3 separate regions of the Mus musculus genome follow, and regions 2 and 3 are each linked to region 1. A link is a contact called in public Hi-C and Micro-C data. All regions are on one chromosome and are shown on one strand. Each heading gives the region's core, a stretch centred on a gene start, on an enhancer-like site or on the middle of the called end of the contact. The rest is flanking DNA. Distances are from core to core; before and after follow the strand shown.

The links. Hi-C and Micro-C count contacts between places; a contact is called where the count stands out from the background.
Region 2: a contact with region 1 is called in a Micro-C map of granulosa cells, with 2.5 times the contacts expected there. The contact joins two enhancer-like sites. A contact is called at or near these places in 1 of 484 Hi-C or Micro-C datasets (granulosa cells) and 1 of 9 other capture datasets (embryonic tail).
Region 3: a contact with region 1 is called in a Hi-C map of uterus, with 6 times the contacts expected there. The contact joins two enhancer-like sites. A contact is called at or near these places in 8 of 484 Hi-C or Micro-C datasets (the C2C12 cell line, adipose-derived mesenchymal stem cells, embryonic fibroblasts and 1 more), 1 of 115 datasets of contacts at active chromatin or transcription factors (embryonic midbrain) and 1 of 9 other capture datasets (embryonic tail).

What each region holds. Positions count from the first base shown.
Region 1 is chr4:84,539,455-84,542,088 of GRCm38.p6, forward strand. The region is part of intron 3 of Bnc2 (basonuclin 2); the gene reads right to left. Among named protein-coding and RNA genes, the nearest start is that of Bnc2, 130 kb to the right of the region's middle. Within about 2 kb of position 1,342, at least 19 of the 459 cell types and tissues checked have an H3K27ac peak or open chromatin away from gene starts, as enhancers often do. A contact at or near this core is called in granulosa cells and uterus, where this site is marked.
Region 2 is chr4:83,655,387-83,658,020 of GRCm38.p6, forward strand. Ccdc171 (coiled-coil domain containing 171) reads left to right here. Exons shown (of 26, transcript NM_001355378.1): 12 at 142-248; 13 at 1,926-2,015. Among named protein-coding and RNA genes, the nearest start is that of Gm25899, 130 kb to the left of the region's middle. Within about 2 kb of position 1,290, at least 65 of the 459 cell types and tissues checked have an H3K27ac peak or open chromatin away from gene starts, as enhancers often do. A contact at or near this core is called in granulosa cells, where this site is marked.
Region 3 is chr4:83,925,306-83,927,939 of GRCm38.p6, forward strand. No RefSeq gene overlaps it. Among named protein-coding and RNA genes, the nearest start is that of Gm11415, 38 kb to the left of the region's middle. Within about 2 kb of position 1,291, at least 15 of the 459 cell types and tissues checked have an H3K27ac peak or open chromatin away from gene starts, as enhancers often do. A contact at or near this core is called in uterus, where this site is marked.

The sequences.
Region 1 (2,634 bases), core at 92-2,591:
TGAACTCCCTGGTTTGAGTAAGGCATTGTTTGCCCGCAGTGCTCCCACTAAGGAGGGCTCTGACTGCAGAAGGAGACAACACTCTCTCATGCCCGAACCCCATGGCACAAAATGCTGTGCCCCATCGAGAGAACACTGCACTCTGCCCTCGCCCAAGTCCAGTCCAGTCATAAATGTTTCACCGGAGGGTGGAGTGTACACTGTGAAGTCTGTGAGGTTTCCTACAGGGAAGGTATGAAAAAAAAAAAAAAAAGAATCAATACTTTTATTTTTTTTCCTATTCTCTAAACTTCCTTTTAAGCCCAGGGAGGGAGATGCGGTACAGGTCAGGCTGGGGGGGGGGGGGGATGTGGCCCCAGCCACAGCTCCAACATGATCTTAGTGATGTCATAGCACATGCTTTCTTCTCCCCAGGACGATTTTCCTCCTACCTCCTCTGCATCTTGACCAGCTTGTCTTCCAGGATTCTCCTGCTGCTTATCTTGTTTCCACAACAGGACCTAAAGGCTGCTGCTCCCACTCTGCCCCTTTTCCTTTATTTCTCTTAAGCTTATGAGAAGTCAAAGTTCCTCGAGAGGGTATTTGACTCCCCTTTGCCTCTAATCCCAGGTGCTTCAGAGGATGAGGGGAACCTCGCAAAATGTGGACACCAGCTGCTCCCCTGGAAATAAGAGTGGCATCAGCTTTGGCAGATGTGCGCGACATCAATCATTCCCCACAACCCCAAACACTCTTCTGGCCAAAGCCTAGTTAGTGATCAGCAAACATGTGTCATGAAAGGCACATGGAGCAGAACTCATGCCTCCACACACATCACAGTAGATGCTAACCCTTCCAAAGGAAGGAACTCCTGGGACCATTATATTCCATGTTCTTTCAACAACAACGAACAGTGAGTCCTAGAGAAAATGACTTTCACTGAAAAAGGTCTCCCACGACTCACCGATTCAGTTTTCCTTACTGCACAGAGCTCTCTCTATACACTCTGGGGGAAAGCAGTCTCCGCCTAAAACAATTTCACCCCTGTAGTTGACTTATGAATACAGGGTAAAGGCAAGTTCCAATTTCCTCTCCTTATACTTTTTTTTTATATATATTCTAGTCCTCATGACCAAGTTAGCCACAGACAGGCATTACCTACACGTGCTAAGTGAAGACTGACCAGAGCAAGGCCCACTGCGTCTCCCTTTAAATAAGTGTGTGCAATGTAGAAGTTGGGAAAGAAGAAACCCTAGGGTTTTGTTTTTCACTGAAGTCTGTGACGCCATCTCACTATCTGTAACGGGCTGTTCCTTTGGAATCAGCTCCCGTGTCACAGCGACCTGGCAAACTTGAATGCTTTCACTATCACTGGAATCCTTGCAATCCTGCCTTGGCTGTGACCCATTCACTTTTGTCCCAACTTCCCAGACATGCCCTGCTCAGCATGTAATTAATAAGGGAAGAATTGTCATGGCTCTTATCCCTGACATAGGTGTAGGAAGCTATGTTGTGTTGGAAGCCTAAGTCTGTCCTGTTATAGTAATCAACCTCTATAAAGCTACTTGGTTACAGATAACAGAAATATTGAAAAAATAATTTCAAAATGATCTCCAACTGTGCTTACATTCATTTTAAGTGCTATATGTTGGAAATTAGTTTTAAGTTGGTGACTGAGTTTATACATGTGTATACACATCTGAGGATCTATTTGTACATACTTAATTACAATAAAACACACACAGGGTATCATACATACAAGGCCTACTACATTCCCAGTTCATTATACAGTACACAGAGCTGTTAAGTGAAGTCTGCATGTTAACACCAAGTTGGAAGCAAAGGCTGACACACAGGTACTCACCTCGTTACTACAATTTCTAATTCAATACTGCTATGACAATTATCCAAATATTCCTACTTGTGTGTTACAGTATTAAGATGAATGTCAAGGATTACATTTTAATTTCAGTATGTACCTATCATTAACATTTCCAAACAAAGCACACCATCTCTCAAGCTAGAGGATCTACAACGGAGGTGGCAGCATGCAAATTCAACAAGCTAAAAACTATTTGCCACCAAATATAAACACCTATTTTACCATAAGGGTGAGTCTGGTCAAGTTAATCCTTTTTAAGTAAGCTGTGATTACCCAAATACACCAACTATAAGAAGGAAATATTAAAAAAGGAAGAAGGGGAAAATAGAGAGGGAAACCTAGAAATGGATGCTGCCTCTCAATGAAAGCCCTTTTCAAAGGCCATTAACTATCAACTGCTTTACTCTTAGCTCTGATTAAACAAGACTATTCATCCTATGTAGAAGGGACGTCTAGTTTTGAGGAGAAGCTTTAGAATAAAAACATATTGCAGGAACTACAAAGAACAACCTGGCCACAGCACACAGTTTAGATACGTGACAACCAAGAAATGCTATATGTGAATCTTTAAAATTGTTAGAGATGTTCAAATTATTTTTGGAGGGTTAGGAATCAGGAGAGAAAACACACATCATTTCCATTTTAACTACAAATCCTATGACTGGAACTGGGTTTGTTCTCACAAACTGAAAGCAGTAAAAGACTACTGGAAGAAAAAATTGTATTGAGTGCTCTTGCAAATGAATTCCAAAAACGCTATTATACATTGCTTA
Region 2 (2,634 bases), core at 40-2,539, 880 kb before region 1:
ATGTGCCTAGAGAATACATTTCTGTTCATGTTTCATGTCTTTCTGGCTTTCTTACTAATTGTAATGTCTCTGTTACTGTTTGCTTAGCTTCTGAGCCTGTGTGACTTTAAGGGTGTGTTTTCATCCCATGCTTTTCTCCAGGCGTCCACAAGGACAAAGATAAGCCTCCCAGCTTCTCCGTCGTCCTTGAGACTTTGAGGCGGACCTTGACAGATTACCAGAACAAGCTGGAAGATGCATCTAATGAGGTAACACGTGGACTGTTTGGCTCCACACACGGCCTTCAGGCAGTACCAGTATGCAGCCCTTGCTTGTTACAAAGGTCAAAAAGATTGGGGATGTTGAATTGACAGCTTCACAGATACAGAAATAATAAACCCTTGTCACTGTTCTTTCTTCAAGTGTGGCCTAAAGTAGTGTCTCACTCCCATTTTGTAATTCTGTAGACACACAATGAAAGGTTCCTGTCACTTGGCCTGAGTAACTTATCTGTGCAGAGAATTTAAGTGAAACGTTCTCCATTTAAATGTCAGCATGTTTATGATCTGTGGGTGGTTGAAGAATTTAGGTTTCATTAAGAGTTTAACAGTTTCTAAACCACAGAAATCTTAATAAAAAACGGAAATTAATTTTCGTGCTCCAAAGGGAGTTTAGTGTTGTTAGAAGTTTTTAAAAACAAATATCTGTTTGATGTAGACTGAAAGCTGTTAATTTGCAGATTAAAAAGCTCAGGCTTCTGGTTGTCATCTCATTTGTATTGTTTAATATGTGAGTCAGTAATTTTCTTGGGTATTAAAATATTTTATGAATTTATGCTTTAAAAATTGAAGAGTTTGTCTAGATACTTCTTGTCAAATTAGCATAGGTAGTAACTACATTAGTTAGCAAAACAACAGATCTTTGTATAGCCATCGACAAGCCCCATAGCTTAGAGTTAATCTCTTTGCTTTATGTAACTCAAAACCTGCAGATTCACTTGTGTACTCCATTGGCAGAGGCTTATTTTATTTTAGGTATGCAGGGGGGGGGGGCAAAAAAGAATTAGTCTGTTTTCTAAAACACCTTCTGTAATTGTTCACAAGAGAAAAGTGAGCATTAAAATAACTAAATTCTTTGAAGAACAGACATTTGTAAGTCTTCCTGGAGAGACGAGAGAACCTGGATTGTTAGTAGTTTTGAAGTTCTTCTGAGGCCTAGGCCTGGCCGCTGCGGAGTAACTAGGAGCAGGACCCACAGCGAATTGTTATTTGGGAGGATGAATGTCACATGATCCTCAGCACAGTTGAAAAGTCGACTCAGCAGGCTTTGGCTTAGTAATGTGCTTTGTTGTGAACCAGTGCCAGAGACAGCAGTGGGGAGACCAAGGGGGTGGCCGCAAAGAAAGCAAGAAGAGCAGCCTGACAGAAAGAAGAATGAACTGTCAAAGAAAATAAATCACAGGCGGAGCGGGACCAACTGATGACCTGCCACAGCCTTCCCAGTAGGACTGCCTGTGACTGACCCCGAAGCTGTCATGCGGAGTGAGGGACCAGTGAATACCCTCTTGATGTAAAGCAGCAGCCCCCCTCCCCCGCACTGTTCCCCCTAACTGTTCTCGCGTCTTCCCTTATAGTTGCCACAGCTTCTGGCATTCGGTCCAGTAGGATTTTAAGAATAAAGCTATGTTTACAGTAAGAACGCAATTCTTTTATCTAGATAGCGGGCAGAGTAGGAACATCCCTGGCGTTTTAAGGCTGAATGCTCTCTTTGCAGCCAGGTGAGCATGTGACAGAAACTGCACAGCCTTTAACCAGAACAGAAGTGTTGTAGACTCAACCACTGTTGAAATAGTTATGCCTAAGTAATCGCATAGCAAGCATTTGGACATTAGCTTTTGGGTCACTCCTTCTTGAAGAAATGTCAAAAAGCTATTTTTCTTTCATCAGCTAAACAACATAAATGATGCCAAGGAAAAGACATCCAACGAACTCGATTCCACCAAACAAAAGATTGAGACTCACATTAAAAATACAAAGGTATTGCAGTTCATGGTAACTTTTTCCCCTTTGCTAAGAGACAAATATATTATGAAGGGATTATTTTAGAGATACCAGAAAATAAAGCTTCCATTTTCAAAGTATTTTTGAGCATTCAAAAAAAATTTTTTTTTACGTTTTTTGTTGATCAAGTGTTAAAGGAAGCCTTGGTCTCCCTGATGAGATTATGATATTACAGACTAAAGCGCTTAGCGACTGACTGTCCTGCCTTAGATGAGTATTGAGCACATGTCACGCAAGCACGTGTGCTGGGAGTGGCAGTTTCTTTTCTGGGTGGAGCCATTGTTTGTAGTACATCCTAGCTGCTTAATGGGTTGAGACCACAGTTGGCTAAGGCTCAGGAAAATAGTTGATTTTATTTTCTGTGTTAGTTTTGGCTATAGAGTTGCAAAATTTGAGTTTCCCAGTATTCGTTGAACCTGAGTTTCTAATGGACTGTTTGATAGCAGAGTTTAGTAGAAATTTAGGTCTTATTGTTCGGATTTTTTATTTTTATCAGTATTAGTATTTAGAATGTCATATGGAGAGTATATGTCCTTATATTAAAGGTAAAGAGATTTATGGTTTTCCGTGTTACTTAAGTGTTATAAAAGTTTTA
Region 3 (2,634 bases), core at 41-2,540, 610 kb before region 1:
TCTTCTATGGGGGAGGGAGCTGGACTCTGTGACCTTCACTCTTACCCATCCAGGACTCAGGGAGGGGAGATCTGAGCCTGGGAATACTGCTGACTCTTAGGTAACTCAGCTACGATTTTTTTCCCTCTTCTGCTTTTTAAATTAGTGTGAGCTAGCACGGCCTTAAGATTTGGTGCCTAGCTGAGACAGCAGAAAGTCACATGCATTAGTTAGGACACAGGCTAAACTGCTGTCCTGAAGACACTGAGAAATGCCACCTTGGAGATGAGATTGTTTATTCCTCTGTGGAGAGCATTTCCTGGCAGGCCTGCGGCACCTGGCAGGTAGGTGGCACTGCTCCATAAAGCCAGCAGACTTTCTTCCATTTTGCTCCATCAGCCCAGAGTGCTTATCTGAGGGTGCTTTTCACATCTGTATCCAGCCTGTGCAAGGGAAGGACAAACGGCTACTTTCTTTTATAACATCTGACCTAGAATGTGCACACATCACTTTCGCTGCTTGGAAATTGGTCACTTGGCCACTCTGGCACTGAGCAGCATGGGAACTGGGAAGTACTATTTCCAGCTGGACACCATTTTCTTCCTTCTTGGGTGTGCATGTACTTCTGAGGGTGTGTGAGAGAGTCGTTTTACCATCAGAAAGATTAGACTAGATGACAGAAGGAAATGGGCGGTATCTGCCATATTTTCCCAATCATAGGTCATTTGATACATGTGAGGGACACTGGACCCTCTCAAAACCTCTTTGTACCTCTGAGAACCTCTTGAAACCTCAACATCTCACCATCAAGAGAATTGTATAGCAGAAGTGTTGGGAGTAACAACCAAGATAAAGAGAGCAGGCCCGAGAGGCAGCCGTGAGCTCTTTGCTCTGCAACCCTTCCTCTGCATAGCCCAGAACCCCTGTTGGCACACACAGTCCGTGCAGACCATGGGTACAGAGCTGGAGGTAGCCAGCAGTTGGCCCAATTCTGCCTTTGGCTGCTGTTCCTGGAGTCCCCTTTCCTCCTCCTGCACCTCCCTCGTGGAGGAATTCTGTAGATTGATGACCTGTCACCTAGAAGATGGAGACAGACCCCAAATCCTGTGTTCTTAAAGGAGAGAATTAACGAGGCCTCCGAGTTGTCTTGGTGCCTGTTTCAGAATGGCCCGTGGCTGAGAGAGCCAGTGTCTGCGGGGCTTCGGGCGGTCAAGCTGCCCTGAATGTGACCTGTCAGGGGTTGTTTGTGATCTTTGTGCCCAGTGATGCAGGTCACAGGCAGTGTTCCTCCCAAGGATCTGATTGTTTGCAGTTGTGAAGTGCAGGAGCTTGGATCTGTCCGAGCAGAGGGTTAAATCATGGAGTGTTTTACAAGAGCGGCTATAGGGAATGCCGTGTTTTCTCCTTATATGGTTATTTTTCTCAGTCCAAAATCCCAGGGTGTATTTTACGTGGTTGAAATACACAAATGGAGTCACAGTCTTAGCCAAACATGCTATGTGGCTTTAAAATTAACAAGCCTCCCTCTACTTCTGTACCCTAAACACACCCTGGAGCAGCAGTTTCTGTTGAGACTGAGGAAAAGAAAGACTCTTGCCTTTTTAGCCACCAACAATATTTGCCTGGGATGAGCTTCTCTAATCCCACTGCTGCCTTCTGCATGAGGATATTTTTTCTGTGCAAGCGTCGGTGGGTCAAATCAAAGTGTCGCAGTTTTTTTTTTTTTTTTCCATTTTTTATTAGGTATTTAACTCATTTACATTTCCAATGCTATACCAAAAGTCCCCCATATCCACCCACCCCCACTCCCCTGCCCACCCACTCCCCCTTTTTGGCCCTGGTATTCCCCTGTACTGGGGCATATAAAGTTTGCAAGTCCAATGGGCCTCTCTTTCCAGTGATGGCCGACTAGGCCATCTTTTGATATATATGCAGCTAGAGTCAAGAGCTCCGGGGTACTGGTTAGCTCATAATGTTGTTCCACCTATAGGGTTGCAGATCCCTTTAGCTCCTTGGCTACTTTCTCTAGCACCTCCATTGGGAGCCCTATGATCCATCCATTAGCTGACTGTGAGCATCCACTTCTGTGTTTGCTGGGCCCCGGCATAGTCTCACAAGAGACAGCTACATCTGCGTCCTTTCAATAAAATCTTGCTAGTGTATGCAATGGTGTCAGCGTTTGGATGCTGATTATGGGGTGGATCCCTGGCTATGGCAGTCTCTACATGGTCCATCCTTTCATCTCAGCTCCAAACTCCGTCTCTGTAACTCCTTCCATGGGTGTTTTGTTCCCAAATCTAAGGAGGGGCATAGTGTCCACACTTCAGTCTTCATTCTCCTTGAGTTTCATGTGTTTAGCAAATTATATCTTATATCTTGGGTATCCTAGGTTTGGGGCTAATATCCACTTATCAGTGAATACATATTGTGTGAGTTTCTTTGTGAATGTGTTACCTCACTCAGGATGATGCCCTCCAGGTCCATCCATTTGGCTAGGAATTTCATAAATTCATTCTTTTTAATAGCTGAGTAGTACTCCATTGTGTAGATGTACCACATTTTCTGTATCCATTCCTCTGTTGAGGGGCATCTAGGTTCTTTCCAGCTTCTGGCTATTATAAATAAGGCTGCTATGAACATAGTGGAGCATGTGTC